2 separate regions of the Sus scrofa genome follow, and region 2 is linked to region 1. Evidence: chromatin contacts called from public Hi-C data. All regions are on one chromosome and are shown on one strand. The core of a region is the stretch at or near the end of the contact, and the rest is flanking DNA. Distances in the headings are between cores, read along the strand shown.

Region 1 (7,151 bases), core at 1,735-4,234:
ACCATGGGGCACAGTTTAAAATAATTCCTATGGATAGTCATGGAGAGTTTCTGAGTAGGAATTAACATGAATAGGGGTGCCATGAGAAAGATAAATTGGATATTACGTGCAAGTTGAATTAGAAAATAAAGCCCTAGGAGTTCCAGTTGTGGTTCAACGGTAAGGAACCTGATTCCTATCCATGAGGACACGGGTTCAATCCCTAGCCTCGCTCAGTGGGTTAAGGATCCAGTGTTGCCGTGAGCTATGGTGTAGGTCAAGGATCTGGTGTGGCTGCTGCTGTGGCATAGGCCAGCAGTTGCAGCTCCAAATGGACCCCTAGCCTGGGAACTTCCATATGCTGCAGGTGCAGCCCTAAAAAGACAAAAACAAAAAAAAAAACTAGATTTTGGTAGCAACTATACTGTCCATTGCAGAGGTGGAAATGCCAGCCTGAATTAAGATGTGGCAGTTAGTATGAAAAAGCTACTTAAATGGGATTTTGCCAGATTTGAGAAGCTGGAGATTGTTGGTGGGGATTGAGACACCATGGTGAATATTTATTTGTGAGTGACATGGAGGCACGAGTTAATGGTGGATTAATTTGGCAGTGGTAAACAGGATTGGAGAGCATGGAAGACGGCAGAAAGACAACTTATTTGTTGTAGCTGTGTGAATGTGCAGTGAGGAGAACATGAAATAATTTCTTATAAGCCTTCCTTGGCAACATTCCATGTCTTTTCCAGAATAGTGCTTCCTGGTTCTGGTCATCTGGTCCTGAGAGATGCCCGGACATGCTGGGGCACTCATCTAGGTCAATATTCCCCAGATAGCACTCACCATGCACTGATCTAGGCTGGCATTCTACATGACCCATCCCTTCCGTTCACCTCCAGTTTCACCACTTTCATTTGCTTGCCTTCACCTCTCTCCTACTCCTCGGGTAAAGGAGACTATTTGGATGCTTGTCGGAATCATACACTATTTGTGGGTGTTTTCATTTTCATTCTCCTATCCCCATCAAATCTGGCAAAACAGATAGAATATTGGCCCAGGAGTGAGAAATTGGATTTACACAGCAGCTCTACTACTGAGTTGTGTGGTTCTGGGCCTATCACTTAATCTTGCCTAAACTGTCTTAAAAATAGGGACTATCAATTAGATTGAGTTAATTTTGAGAAGCAGATGAAAGCTATGGACACCTCCCTTTCTTAGGAGATACACATCTACACATATAAAGTCTACAAATTTCAGGAGATTTATAAATTCCTTTCAAGCCCATCTATAAACTCTTTAAGACAGTGTTCTTAAAATGTGTACCAGGATCACCTGATGTGCTCGTTAAAACTCCAGTCCCAGACCCACCCCAAGAGATTTTTGATTTACTAATTTGGGGTATAGGCCCAGTAATTTACATTTTTTAACAACGAGTTCCAGGTGATTCTGATGCAGGTGGCCCATGCTGCACCAATATATCTAGAGAAACAAAAATACTTAAGGCATCCTTGAATCTCAAGTTTAAAACAGGCGCTCATTCAAATTCATTCTAGATCTAAAGTTATGCCTTTGTCTTTGTGGGTCTGTATCCAGACAGACATAATAAGTAAAATTTAACTTCCAGGTCTTAGGTCTGAATAACCTAAGACTAGCTTCTTTTGGTGTTACTAGCACAAACAAAATAGTTGAGTTGCCCCATTAGTCTAAGGGGAGTGGTACTAAATTATTTATTTCAAAAGGGAAATAAAGAGTTTGAGGGATATTTACAATATATATAGTTACTAAATGTCTACAAAATCAAATCCCAAATCTTGAATCTACAATTTTCTGAAGAAGTTTAGAGCTAAGCAAGAGTCACTGAGAACTGAAACTCTGTTCAATCAAAGATACTACACACAGCAACAGGTTTAAAAGTATTTACAAAATATCACGGTATGAAAATTACAGCACAATTTGAACTACCCTACAACCCTACAGTCTACCGAATCCCAGCTTACTGTTATGTACCTCTACTAATATAGAAGTAGAGCAGATTAACATGGCTCATGGTTTTATTATGTACCCCCAACTTCCGTGGCACTTTGCATAAAGCTTTTTTTTGCTTAACCCTCTGTGAGGGAAAGCATCACTTCCATTGAATACATGAAAAAAAGTGATACCCCAAAGATTCATAGCTACTTTAGCCAGGTCTGCGCAAAACTGGCCGCCCAACTGATCATTTCCATTGTTAGGAGGATTTCTCGACGCCTTTCTGCCTATTATCGTCACCCCATCCACCTGTGTCAATTTCCACAGCCTCAGCCCAAGTCCTTTTAACCAGCCCAGAGATGGCATGCATTTCTCCAGTAAATGCCATGAGTCCTCGGCATTTGCCTCAATTTCCCCAGCCAGGGCTCCAGAACAGGGAAGGATGGAAAGGGAAAAAAGGGGTGAGCCTCGCTCGGGTCTGAAGTCTCAGAGCGTTGCCCTTGGGTAGCCTCGGGGCAGATCAGTGGAGCAGAAACCCAGCTACCTCCTGACCCCTCCCTGGGGACGGCCTCCCTAGCGCTAGAAAAGATGAAACCAGGCTGCGGCGAAGGCTGGAGGCCGGGCCTACACCAGGTTTCTGACGACAGTGAGTAGAATTTCCCATAGTGAAATTGCGCAAGGTGCAGGACCCAGCAGCAACCCGCACTCTAGAGGCCAGGCGTGACTGCGGGGCGGGAGAGGAAGCGACAGCAAGGTTTACCTCCTCCTGTTCAGACCCTGCCGCTTCCGGCCTTTCCGCGTCTCCCATCGCGCAGACTCCGCCAGAGCTACCGGAGCAGAGGGAACCCAGAGCCTCAAGCCACCTCGAACTAGGACAGAACCAAGTGGCCAGCGGGTCCTCTGGGTAGGCCCCGCCCCCAGACGCAGAGACCCTCCTACTTCTGTCTGCCCGCCCCGCTCCACTGTGCTACCCGGTTTTCTCGCCGGCCCATTGCGTGACTATCCTAGCTGTAACCTGGCCCCGCCTCCCCTGCCTCAGGGATCCGCCTACTTCGGCCGGCATCGCCTCAATCCTCTGTGCAGGCCCCACCTCCTGCCAAGGCCGGAGTAACTCTCTAGGTTTCCGCCAACTTCTCACAGCTCCACTGCCCCGGCCCCGCCTCCCACCAGCCCAGAGAAGCCCCTCTGAGCCTGCCAGCCCCGCCTCCCGTGCCTCCGGGCCCCTCCTCCTCCTCAGACCCCGCCCCTCAGGCCCCGCCTCCTCTTCAGACCCCTCCCCGCTGGCCCCGCCTCCCGCCCGCTCTCCGAAGGAGCTCGCCGCAGCTCCGGGCCCCGCCTCCTCAGCAGAGCCTGCCCTGCCCCGCTGCCCAGCCTCGCCTCCCAGCCTAGCAGCATGGGGCTCTCCGCCTTGGGCTTTCGGCCCAGCCTGCGTCGCCCGGCTCTAGGCGCCCAGTGCGAGAGGTTGCCGGGACATGCCAGGTCACCTCTCCAGCTCGAGACTCCCCAGCTAGCTCTCGCCGTGCCTCCGGAACACGGTATGTCGCGCTAACTCGGCCGGTCCTGAGAGACTCCCAGGTGCCTGTCGGACCACACACCGAAGGGGCTACGGAGGAGAGAGCGCTCTGGGCGTGTGGAGTGGTGGCGGTGCGGGAAGCCACGCTCTTGGTGAAAACAGAGCCGCCCCGCTACACCCTCAGTGAGGAGGAAAGGCTGCCGGGCTTTGTCCTTAGCCGAAAAGGAGAGGCTGAGGGAAAGTGTGGGGACGGCTCGGTGGGGCTTGAGAGTGACGGAAGGCAGGGACAGAGTTTGAAGGCGGCTTCCACACCCTAAGCTTGTGGTGACACCTGCCGAGCTCTTAGCAAGAGCCAGGCGCTGTGCCGCGCTGTCAGCCGGGCCGCGGAGGCTCAGGATGTCCCTCCGTTTACAGACCAGAAACTCGGGCTTGGGATTAACGACCGAGGTTTTCCAGCGCCAGAAAGTAGGAGGTTGCCCCGCTCCCTGCGAAACGCTCTTCTCAAGGCCAAAAGGCAGTGGTGGAGGGAGGACAGACCCCCGTGGGCTGGCCGAGCGTACTGGCTGCTGCTCGTCCCCTCTCTGGGGGGAACTGTCTCAAGATGACTGCCACGGAAAGAAAAAAATAATTGGGTCTTAAACAAGAAAGGAGGTGAGAGAAGGATTTGCTTTAGTAGTTTGAGGCTGACATACCGAGGGAAGCTTGTCAGGCCTTGAACAACAGGCACCTGCTTTGTGGATCGCTGGGTGAAGAATGGTAAAAACAGGGTAGAAAATTAAGGTTCGAAAATGATGAAAGCTCGTTCTCAAACCTGCCCTACATCAGAGGCAACTACTAGGGGCCAAGTGCTGAGTAAAAAAGTTTACATATGTTAATTTTGAATAATTGTTAAGGGAGTTCCTGCTGTGGCACAGTGAGTTAAGGATCTGGCATTGGAGCACCTGTGGCCTAGGTCACACCTGCAGCTGGGATTCAGTCTTTGGCCTAGGAACGCCCATGTGTGGGGAGGGGTGAGGGTTGCAGCTGGAAAAAAAAAAAAAAAAAAAAGATAAGTTTTGTGAGGAAAATGAGTCTTAAAGAAGTTGGATAATTTATCACAGGCCACGTGACAAATAAAGGGCAAGGATTCTACTATTTAATTAAAGTTATCAAATAATATATCTACTGTTTGTCAAGGTGTGATATTCAGAATTAAAGATACAAAAGTGAATGAGCCTAGTGAAAAAGAACATGAATCCTAGAATCATATCATTGTGGGCATGTGCTACCTTGGACAAGTTACTTAGCCTTTTTGAGACTCAGTTTCTTCATCTGTAGGATAAGAAAAATTCCTTCCTTGAAGGATTGTTGTGTGGATTTACTACTTGTAAAGTTCCTACAAGTTCCACACAACAAGTAGTGGATTTACTACTTGTGAATTTATTAGTCGTAAAGCACTAAATGAGGTGGAAAATTACAACTGTAGGGAGTTCCCATCGTGGCTCAGCGGAAACGAATCTGACTAGTGTCTATGAGGACACAGGTTCGATCCCTGGCCTTGCTCAGTGGGATAAGGATCCAGTGTTGCCGTGAGCTGTGGTGTAGGTTGCAGATGCGGCTTGGATCCCGCATTGGTGTGACTGTGGCGTGGGCTGGCAGCTACAGCTCTGATTCGACCCCTGGCCTGGGAACCTCCATATGCCATGGATACAGCCCTAAAAAGACCAAAAAATGAGAAATTATACAGAGGGGTCCCATCAAACCTTCACCTGGTTTCCCCCATGGCGCTCCTAAACAGGCCATCCTAGAGGTCGTGGAATGGAAGGGCTCAACTGAGTTGCTTAAATCACGTTTCTTAGATTCATTGAAAACACAGAGCAAGGGGAAAGAGTTGGGGTGTCTAACCTATTTAAGATAGGATGCGGGAGGGAAGGGAGTGGAAAAACCATACTATTCAAATGTTAATGATAGTATTCCTGTATCCTGACTTTGCTGCATCAGCCTTCCTGGCTGGTGGTATAGTTAGAAACACCAGTGTTGAGGATGGGCACAGGGGTCTCAGCAGCGGAGCCAACATGCACTTGCTCTTTTAGAGGGGTGCAGGAGCAGCTGTAACTTGCCACAAATTAGCTTTCTGAGCAGCTATGAGTTTTATCTATGTTTCTTGGGAAGAAGAGCACATGTGGGGCCAGAATGGATGTCAGCAATTGGTGGCTGATTTAGAGATAACATAGTTGTCAATCTGGAAGTAACATGATCCCTACCTTATGAATACTTAAGAATTACTTGGTCCTTCCAGCCCTTTCTATCTGCAACACACTCATTTATTCCATTATTTTTATCCATGTTCAACACATTTGTGTTCCATTTATTCTATCTTCAACATGCCTCACAGATTAATAACATTTACTGTTTACACTTAGCAGGTCTTTTGAACCTCCTTGTGTCACAAGCTATTTGCTTCCATATTTAGTTTTGTATCAGAATTGAATAATCTTAAATAATCAAAAAAATAATAGATCAGGAGTTCCCGTCGTGGCGCAGTGGTTAACGAATCCGACTACGAACCATGAGGTTGCGGGTTCGGTCCCTGCCCTTGCTCGGTGGGTTAACGATCTGGTGTTGCTGTGAGCTGTGGTGTAGGTCGCAGAGGCGGCTCGGATCCCACGTTGCTGTGGCTCTGGTGTAGGCCAGCGGCTACAGCTCCAATTCGACCCCTAGCCTGGGAACCTCCATATGCCGCAGGAGTGGCCCAAGAAATAGCTAAAAAGACAAAAATAAATAAATAAAAGATCAGAAACAAACATTTCAGCACCTATTATAGTGCCTGGTGCAGAGTAGGCAGTATGTATTAGTTTACCTCAAGAGGTTTAAAGTTAACAGGAACAGCAAAGGTGAAAAATTAAACATGTAGGAGTTCCTGTTGTGGCTCAGCGGGTTACGACCCCAACTAGTGTCCATGAGGATGCATGTTCAGTCCCTGACCTTGATCAGTGGGTTAAGGATCTGGCATTGCCACAAGCTGCAGTGTAGTTCACAGATATGACTCAGATCTGGCATGGCTATGGTGTAGGCTGGCAGCAGCAACTCAATTCAACCCCTAGCCTGGGAACTTCCATGTGCCTCAGGTGTGGCCCTAAAAAGAAAAAAAATTAAATGTTTAACTGAAAGACCTTTGGGGGTAGGAGGATTCTATATATTCATAAACTCTGCAGCTTACTATATTTTCAGTTTTTCTTATTGTTGATTTCTAGTCATATAGTGTTTTGGTCAGAAAAGATGTTTGATATGATTTCAGTTTTCTTAAATATACCAAGGCTTGATTTGTGCCCCAGAATGTGATCTATCCTAGAGGATGTTCCATGTGCACTTGAGAAGAATGTGTATTCTGCTGCTTTTAAGTAGAGTGCTCTATAAATATCTATTAAGTCCATCTGATCTAATGCATCATTTAAGGCCTGTGTTTCCTTGTTGATTTTCTGTTTGGATGATCTGTTCATTGCTGTAAGTGGGATGTTAAAAGTCCCCTGCTATCGTTGTGTTATTGTAAATTCCTCCTTTTGAGGTTGTTAGCAGTTGCTTCATATATTGAGGTGATCCTCTGTTGGGTGCATATATATTTATAATTGTTATATCTTCTTCTTGGGTTGAAACTTTGGTCATTATGTAATGTCCCTTTTTGCCTCTTATAATATTCTTAAAGATCTATTTTGTG
Region 2 (7,151 bases), core at 2,334-4,833, 1.4 Mb before region 1:
TTTATAACATCAAAATTCATGGTGTCCAAAGCACGCTCCGCTGCAAGAAGAACATTTTCAAAGTAAATATTATTTCAAAACTTTTACAGCCCACGGAAGATTATATAAACTACTGTGGAGGGTATGGCTGGGCACATGGTCTTCTACTTCTTTAAACTTCAAGATGGCTGGACCGTAACTTCATACCAGTCTGGATTTGAATTTTTTAACACAAAAAGAGAAGACAAATCCAGAAACCCTACATTTATTATGTTAACAGATATTTCTGAAACAATCTCTTCCTTTAATTGCCATGAAATTTAAGAGCACCTCTTCGTTCCTAGTCAACATAATATTGAGATTCTCCTTAACAGACAGTATGTTTATTTAATGAGCAACATAAAAGCCACCAAGCAACGACAGATTACCCACAGGCACAGCAGTGTGTGGGGATTTTCAAGCACTTTAACATCTTCCCTATTACTTGCCAAACTGACTTTCAATGCTCATCACTGTCAACATTATACAAAAATTAATCCATTTTCTTAAAAAAAATTTTTCTGACTTATTGGGGAATTTCAGTGATTCACGGCACAACTTCCTGTGGCCATGTGGAAAAAAAAAAAAAAAGGCTTTACCCAGTCAGGGCAATATCTGAATCAGGCCTTCAAAAACTAATGCTGCACACCCAGTTGTAGAAATACAAACTTTTTGAAATTCCAGGTCTACAGTATTCAGAATTCACTATTAATGCTTTAATTACATATAAAACCAATTTTATCTTAGATCATTTATTTAATAACTAATGGTTAATTATTTCTGGATAGTACTAGAAAAATGTCAATATCTACCCTACAATTTCAGAGTCTATAAAGGCTCAAATAATGTGCACCTGTACCATTAAAGAAATACTTCAAGTTTATGTAGACTCTAAATAGAAAAGACTAGTCCCTAAACAGGGGGAACACAGTCTGTCTGAAGTCCTGAAACACAAATTTTCACAAATTCCATGCCAATGTAACTGAAAAGTTAAGAGGACAAAATTTCTGGCTACTTCTTTCTATAAATGAAAGTTTCAGTTTCTAGAAGATAGTGACAACCAGCTGTCAGTTCATTATCAATTGACCACACCTACTCAGCTCCCCTACTTTTTTAGCTGACTTTGCTTGAGCTTCTTTTGAATGAGTCACCTCTTCCGGTTAAATTGGAAACTGGTCACTTTCAGAAGCTATTCTAAAAGTCCATCAATGTAGCAGTAATTAGGGGGTGGGGGGTTAAAAACCACTGAAAATATTAAAGAGGATCACTTGTACACATACAAATGAAATAAACATTAGATGGAAAAAAATGCTACCTTCTGTTGAGCAGTTTTAGTACTAGTCTACTGGTATAGATAGATAATATGCAGTGTACTGTAACCATGGTAACCTCCAAGTTTGACTTTTCAAATTCCAACAAATTTTTAAAAATTGTTTTTTTGGGATTTACATGTAAGTTTAGAAAGAACAACCACTTTCAAAGGTTTCCATTTTATGGTCTCTAGAATTCGTACAGATTTTCTCCATTGACTCTTTAGTTTATCTGCCCCCAAATTATCTTCCCTGATCTTACTTTATCTTCCATTCAGTGATAAATCTCTCCCAGAGTTGAGAAGAACTGCTAAGGAGTGACATGTGGAGCTACTGCTTACAGAGCAAAAGGGCAGGAAACCTGCAGTGCAGTTTTACAACTTTTGGCTCAGTGTCACTCAACAGTCTGCCTCCCCAAAAATCTCAGTATCAACTTTACCTAGTGAAAAGCTGACCACTAAATAACTCTAGGTCTGTTATTAGAAATTCAAATTCTACCCTTTAGATCTTTCCTACAAAAATAAATTCCTTGTATTTTGTAATACTTGACATGTATTCAAGTACCCTGGGAAAAAAGGAGGCAAAATAGGGTCATAAACTCAAGTGAAAATGACTTTTGTAAGTCAACTAATCCAAATATAAAGAAAAATCCTGGCAACTCATCAGGCTACATAGTTTATCTGTTTGCCAAAATCTGGATTTTTTTGAACTGTTTAACTTCAAATTAAAAATACAAGGTTGCCTGCATTTTCCCTCATAAATTTCAAGCTAACTCTGTATCTGTTAACATTGTGAGCAATCATTCCCCATGTAGGGATACTCTGGACCACTTTTAAAAATAAAGACACCCCTACTTGAATGCCACATAAGCATATTATGGTCCAGTCCACACCACACTCACAAGTAACATTTTACAGTCAAAACAGATGACATTTAAAAGTTAAACCCCTCCAAACCAGAGAAACTACTTGAGAGGGGAAAAAATATTCTGAACAAGTTACTAGTACTGCGAAATTAGTTTCATTAAAAAAAATTAAGACGACCTAAATTAAATTGCCTGAGAAAACGATGGCCTTCAAAGGGGTCATTTTCCATATCCCCTCCTCCCATCCTGTTAACGCTACAGTGAGAAGTGCCTGATCTCGGGGAAAACCCCCAACGCTGGGCTCACTGGTAATTTACACTTCTAGAGCCATCAGTCACTGACAAGTTATTAAGAACGGGAATCAGAAACCTGACGACCAGCACAAGATCCCCAAATTAACTTTATTCTAAGTCCCTGTGGCTCCCCCAGGCGACTGGGCCAGTAGCAGGAACAGGCCTCGGGCCTGTGAGGTTACAGGGTTCAACACGTGGTATTTTTCGAGCACCGAAAGGCACTTCCTCCCGGTCCTGGGGCGCCGGCAAGAACCTGGGGTGGAAGGAGCGCCTCCACCTATTGCCGGAGAAGGGGGCTCGACGCTCGACGCCCCAGAATCCCGCAGCTACTGGCGGGAGTGCCTTGGAAGAGTCCAATCTCACCCACTCTCCCGGCGCGTCATCACCCTAAACTTTGAGCCGCTGAGGCCGAGAAAATGGTCGCAGAGGAGGAAGTGCCAGGCACGCGAGGGGCGTGAGGCTACTGGCGGCACGGGTCCCGGAGGACACGGGGAACCGGGGTCCCGGCGCCCGAACCTCGCCCCACTGGCCCTGTGTGTGGGGGGGTGACATGCCCTCCCGCTCCCTCCCCCCGGGCCCGCCGGCCTAGCCCGCCCGCCGCCGCCGCCACCACCACCGCCTGAGCCTCATGGCCGCTCGCCCGCCCGGCCCGCATCTCACCGTCCGCCGGCTGCTGGAAGTTCACATACGCGTAGCCCAAGGAGCGGCGGGTGATCATGTCCCTGCAGACCCGGATGGAGAGGATGGGCCCGGCCGGGCTGAACTTCTCGTAGAGCATCGCCTCGGTCACGTCGGGGTGTAGGTCCCCCACGTAGAGCGAGGCCATGGGGTAGCTGGGGGCGCTGGGGTTCATCTTGGCACGGCTGCCCGCAGGGCCACAGGCCGCGACCTTTCCGTGAGAGGAGAGCGAGTGCTGGGGCCGGGGGGCCGGAGCCGGGGGGAGGGGAGCGGGGGCAAGCGCAGAGGGACAAAAATCAACCGGAATCGAAAACTACTCAACGGCCGCAGAACGGAGTCGATCCGCTTGCCGCTGGCTGCTGGCTGCCGGCAGGGGAGAGAGGGTGGCGGTGTCGGGTCCGGGCAGCGGGAAGGCCTCGGTCTCTTGGTTCCTTCTTGGAGCTGCTGCGGGGCCGCGGGCGGGCGGGTCGGTCTCGGCTGCTTCACCGGGTTATTTTATAAAAGAGGAAGAAAAAAAAATAAAAGTCTCCGGCGGGGGAGACGCGGATTTTTTGTAAATTTTTTTTGGGTTTTTTAAAAGATTTTTTTAGATTTTTTTTGGATTTTTTTAATAATAAATGTGTGTTCCGAGCCCGGAGCACACACTCCGCACTCTCAGCACTAACCGCCGGGGAGAAGGGGAAGCACCGCCTCCTGCACCCTCTACTTATACCCCCCGCCGCACTCGCCCCGCCCCCGCGCGTCTGACGCTAGGGCCCTACGCGAACGTCAGCGCCGGAGGAGGAGGAGAAAAGGGGGCAAGGAGGAGGAGGGAAAAGAAAAAAAGGAGGAGGAAAGAGCCGAGAGGAAGGGAGAGGTGGCGGCGGTGGCTGCTGCGGGCGTGGGGGTGGGGCTGGGGCGGAGGGGCGGGGCTTCTGCGCACGCGCCGCGGCCGGGGGAGGCGGAGCCTGTGCTGCGTAGCGCCTGTGGGGGAGGGGAGGGCCGGCTCGCGGGCTGCACTTGGAGGAGGTGGGTGGGACGGCCCCTCCTCCCACACACCCCGCCCCACCTCCACCCGGGAGAAGCGTTAACCCGTCACCGCGGCTGTGGGCGGCACGCGGGGCTTCCGGGTTCCCGGGCGCTAACTACCCCCCACGTGCACGGCCACCCGGGCCTCTTCCCGCCGCAGCCAACCCTGTTCCATTCGCCCACGCCCCCAAGGGATGCCGGGCACGAGTGGATGGGCGTGATCCCTTCCAGGCCCGGTTTCCCAAACGTGGGGGAAAGGAGCCAGGGCTGGCTCCTCCGTTCTCCTACCGGACCGCACTACGAGTCCCAGCGGGCAGTGCCGCCGCGCGCCTCGACCGCAGAAGCGGTGCTTGCTGGGAGCTGAAGTCCCCAACGGCCGCAGCGCTCGCTGACCCCAACTGGCCGCGGGTCCTGGCTGCCAGCTCGGGGACCTCCAACCGTCCGGTCCCTGGGCCCCAGTGGCGGCCCCGCGGTGCTTCCAGTAGAGGAGGAGAGAGGGGAGGGGCCCTCAGACTCCAGATCCTCTCGCTTCCGAGCCCTAGACTCTCCTCGTTCTGCCCGAAGGAGCTGTCGTTGGTCGAAGTGATTTTAATTTGGGGAAACTATTTTGGGGGCTTTGTCCACTTGCCTTTTTAAGGCATCGTGATCACTATTCACTTAGGTGGTAGACTGGAATCACTGATACGTGCCGTTTCTGCCAGAAATTTCTTTGAGGTAGAAAAAAGGTCTCGAGAAAAATTAATGTTTTTCTTTAAAGTATGAACATCAGTCATGCGTGACAGCACAGACCTGCAACCAAGCAAAATTAGTACTAGTCAAAACGCAGTATTAAAAATGTTTAAAACAATTTCGTAGTTAGTTATGGGCTTTAATAGGAATGCTAAACGTAATGAGTTGATAGCCATAAAAAATACTAGTTAATAGGAATGATGTTAAGTCAACATACAGATCCCACTTTAAAATAGTAATGCACTTTACAGATTTTAAAGCACTTGCAAAAACATCCTATCATTTGTTCCCTACAGCAATATTGTGTGGGAGGTGGAGCAAGGAGTAATTATTTTACTGTTAAAGGAATGGTCTCAAGTTAAATGCCCAATTCATTCTTCAATGCATGCCAGATACATTGCCAGGTGTGGACTGGGTACTTTATTCTCATTTAATTAAAATGTAAACTTGCAGAATCCCCCATAAGTGCTAGTCTGTCCCCAACTGGTAGGAAGAGTATAATATTTTGGAAAATACGTTGCTTTATGTGCCTTAGTATGCAAAAGAGCAAAACTGAGGACTATGCATTAAGAAGACATATCTACTACTAATGATAAATCACCATTCAATCTATTAGAACTCTGTGGTTAACAGCCGTCCATATATTTATTGAATACTTAGCAAGTGTATCTGTAGGGAAGGAAAACAGATGAAAGACACAAATACTTGTCTTCAAGAAGCTTCTAATGAGCTCTCTGGTAATCATATAAATATCAGCATTAGTCAGTACAATTAACAGCCAAGCCTAGCGTTTTATCTGGCTCTGACAATTTTCTATTAGATACTAAATTAGTTTTCTTAAAAAGAATGATGGAAATGCCATTATTGTACTTCAAAGAAAACATAATTTCCTTTTATTTAGTATTTTCCTTAAATTACTGAACAGAGACAATATGAAACACCAAACAGGGATAAAAGAAGAGGTGCACTCATTAAAAGCAGGGTGAAGGGAGAGCATCCCCCAACAACTTGCAAATTAGGTTACACCAAGGGTGAAAATTACCAAAACCCATTCATAATCACTCAGATCATCTATCCAGGAGCTTCAACATATTCCTCTGGTAGAGAAAGACGAGGGAGAAGTTTCTGGTGGACCTCACTAAACATTGTAAATAACAAAGGTTAAAAAAAAAAAGTCTTCTTGGGGTCTAGAAATTTTGTCAGAGGACAAGAGTTTGGCAAGCACTCTTCACAGTGGGTTTGGGAACTTCAGTCACTAGAACGGGCTTAACCTCAGGTTTCACTAGAGCCTGGATTAAGTAACTCTCAAAAGACTTCTCTTTGTTATAATCCATTTTGAACAAGCAACCTCCCAATTGCTAAATCCAATTAATAGTCAAGCCTCCAGGGCCTCTTGACAAAACAGGTTGCTCTGGATGGTAGACAAAAGTATTCTAGCTGGTCATCAGGATTTCTAGGCAGCTGTGGCTCTTGACATTCAGTGGGCATCACTGTCATATTTTAGGGAGGGACAGCTGAGTACCAGGGAGACTAGAAGCAAAGTCCATCCTTGAGGGGAGGAAACAAGTAGAATCAGGACAGGGAGTCAAGAGTCCATCTCAGAAGGAAACAGGAGTGGGATCTGGAACTGGAATCAAGAACCTGTTCCCTCGATCCATCCTCCTCCTCTTTCTCTTTCTCTCCAACCAGCTCCTTTCTTTCAGATTAGAAATCTCTCTTTCTGATTAAAAAAAAAGAAAATCAAAACAAACTTTCCCTTAAGGACGTATTCCTCTCTAATTCACTCTCTTTTCACAGCTGAGATTTTAATTTCCACTTCTCGCCTTCCCTTGATTCCTCATGACCACTACACTGTGACTTCTCATACCTCAACCTCCCCTCTAACTGCCTGTCACCTGTCACCAGCAATTCCCCCTTGTATTTGTCAAATCCAGTGGGCTTTCTTTAAGTCCATCTTGTTCAACATCTGCAGGAGCTGACACTCTCTCTCCATGCTCTTGGCTTCTGGTCTGAAACTCTCCTGGTTCTTCCAGGCTCACAGACTATTCCCTATTTCCTTATCACCCTTCACTGACCCCCAGATGGGGCTAGGTACCCTTCCTCTGGCCTTTACCCACACCAGCCCTCTGCTACTACATTCATTACATCATATTAAAATGGTCTGGTTTTGAGCTGTCTCCAAGATAAGTTTAAGCTCCAAAAGATAGCCTAGGTCCTATTTATCTGTATTCCTGGCACAGAGCATGAAGC

Evidence for each region. A called contact is a pair of places that touch in the nucleus more often than the background predicts.
Region 2: a contact with region 1 is called in a Hi-C map of skeletal muscle, with 6 times the contacts expected there. A contact is called at or near these places in 3 of 47 Hi-C or Micro-C datasets (embryonic fibroblasts, liver and skeletal muscle) and 1 of 2 datasets of targeted methods (skeletal muscle).

Annotation. Positions count from the first base shown.
Region 1 is chr4:34,819,702-34,826,852 of Sscrofa11.1, reverse strand. RRM2B (ribonucleoside-diphosphate reductase subunit M2 B) reads right to left here and starts at 2,984. Exons shown (of 10, transcript XM_021089040.1): 1 at 2,705-2,984. The coding sequence starts at 2,752.
Region 2 is chr4:36,205,858-36,213,008 of Sscrofa11.1, reverse strand. PABPC1 (polyadenylate-binding protein 1) reads right to left here. Exons shown (of 16, transcript XM_001927747.4): 2 at 3,147-4,961; 3 at 1-40. The coding sequence starts at 3,339. Among named protein-coding and RNA genes, the nearest start is that of PABPC1, 72 kb to the right of the region's middle.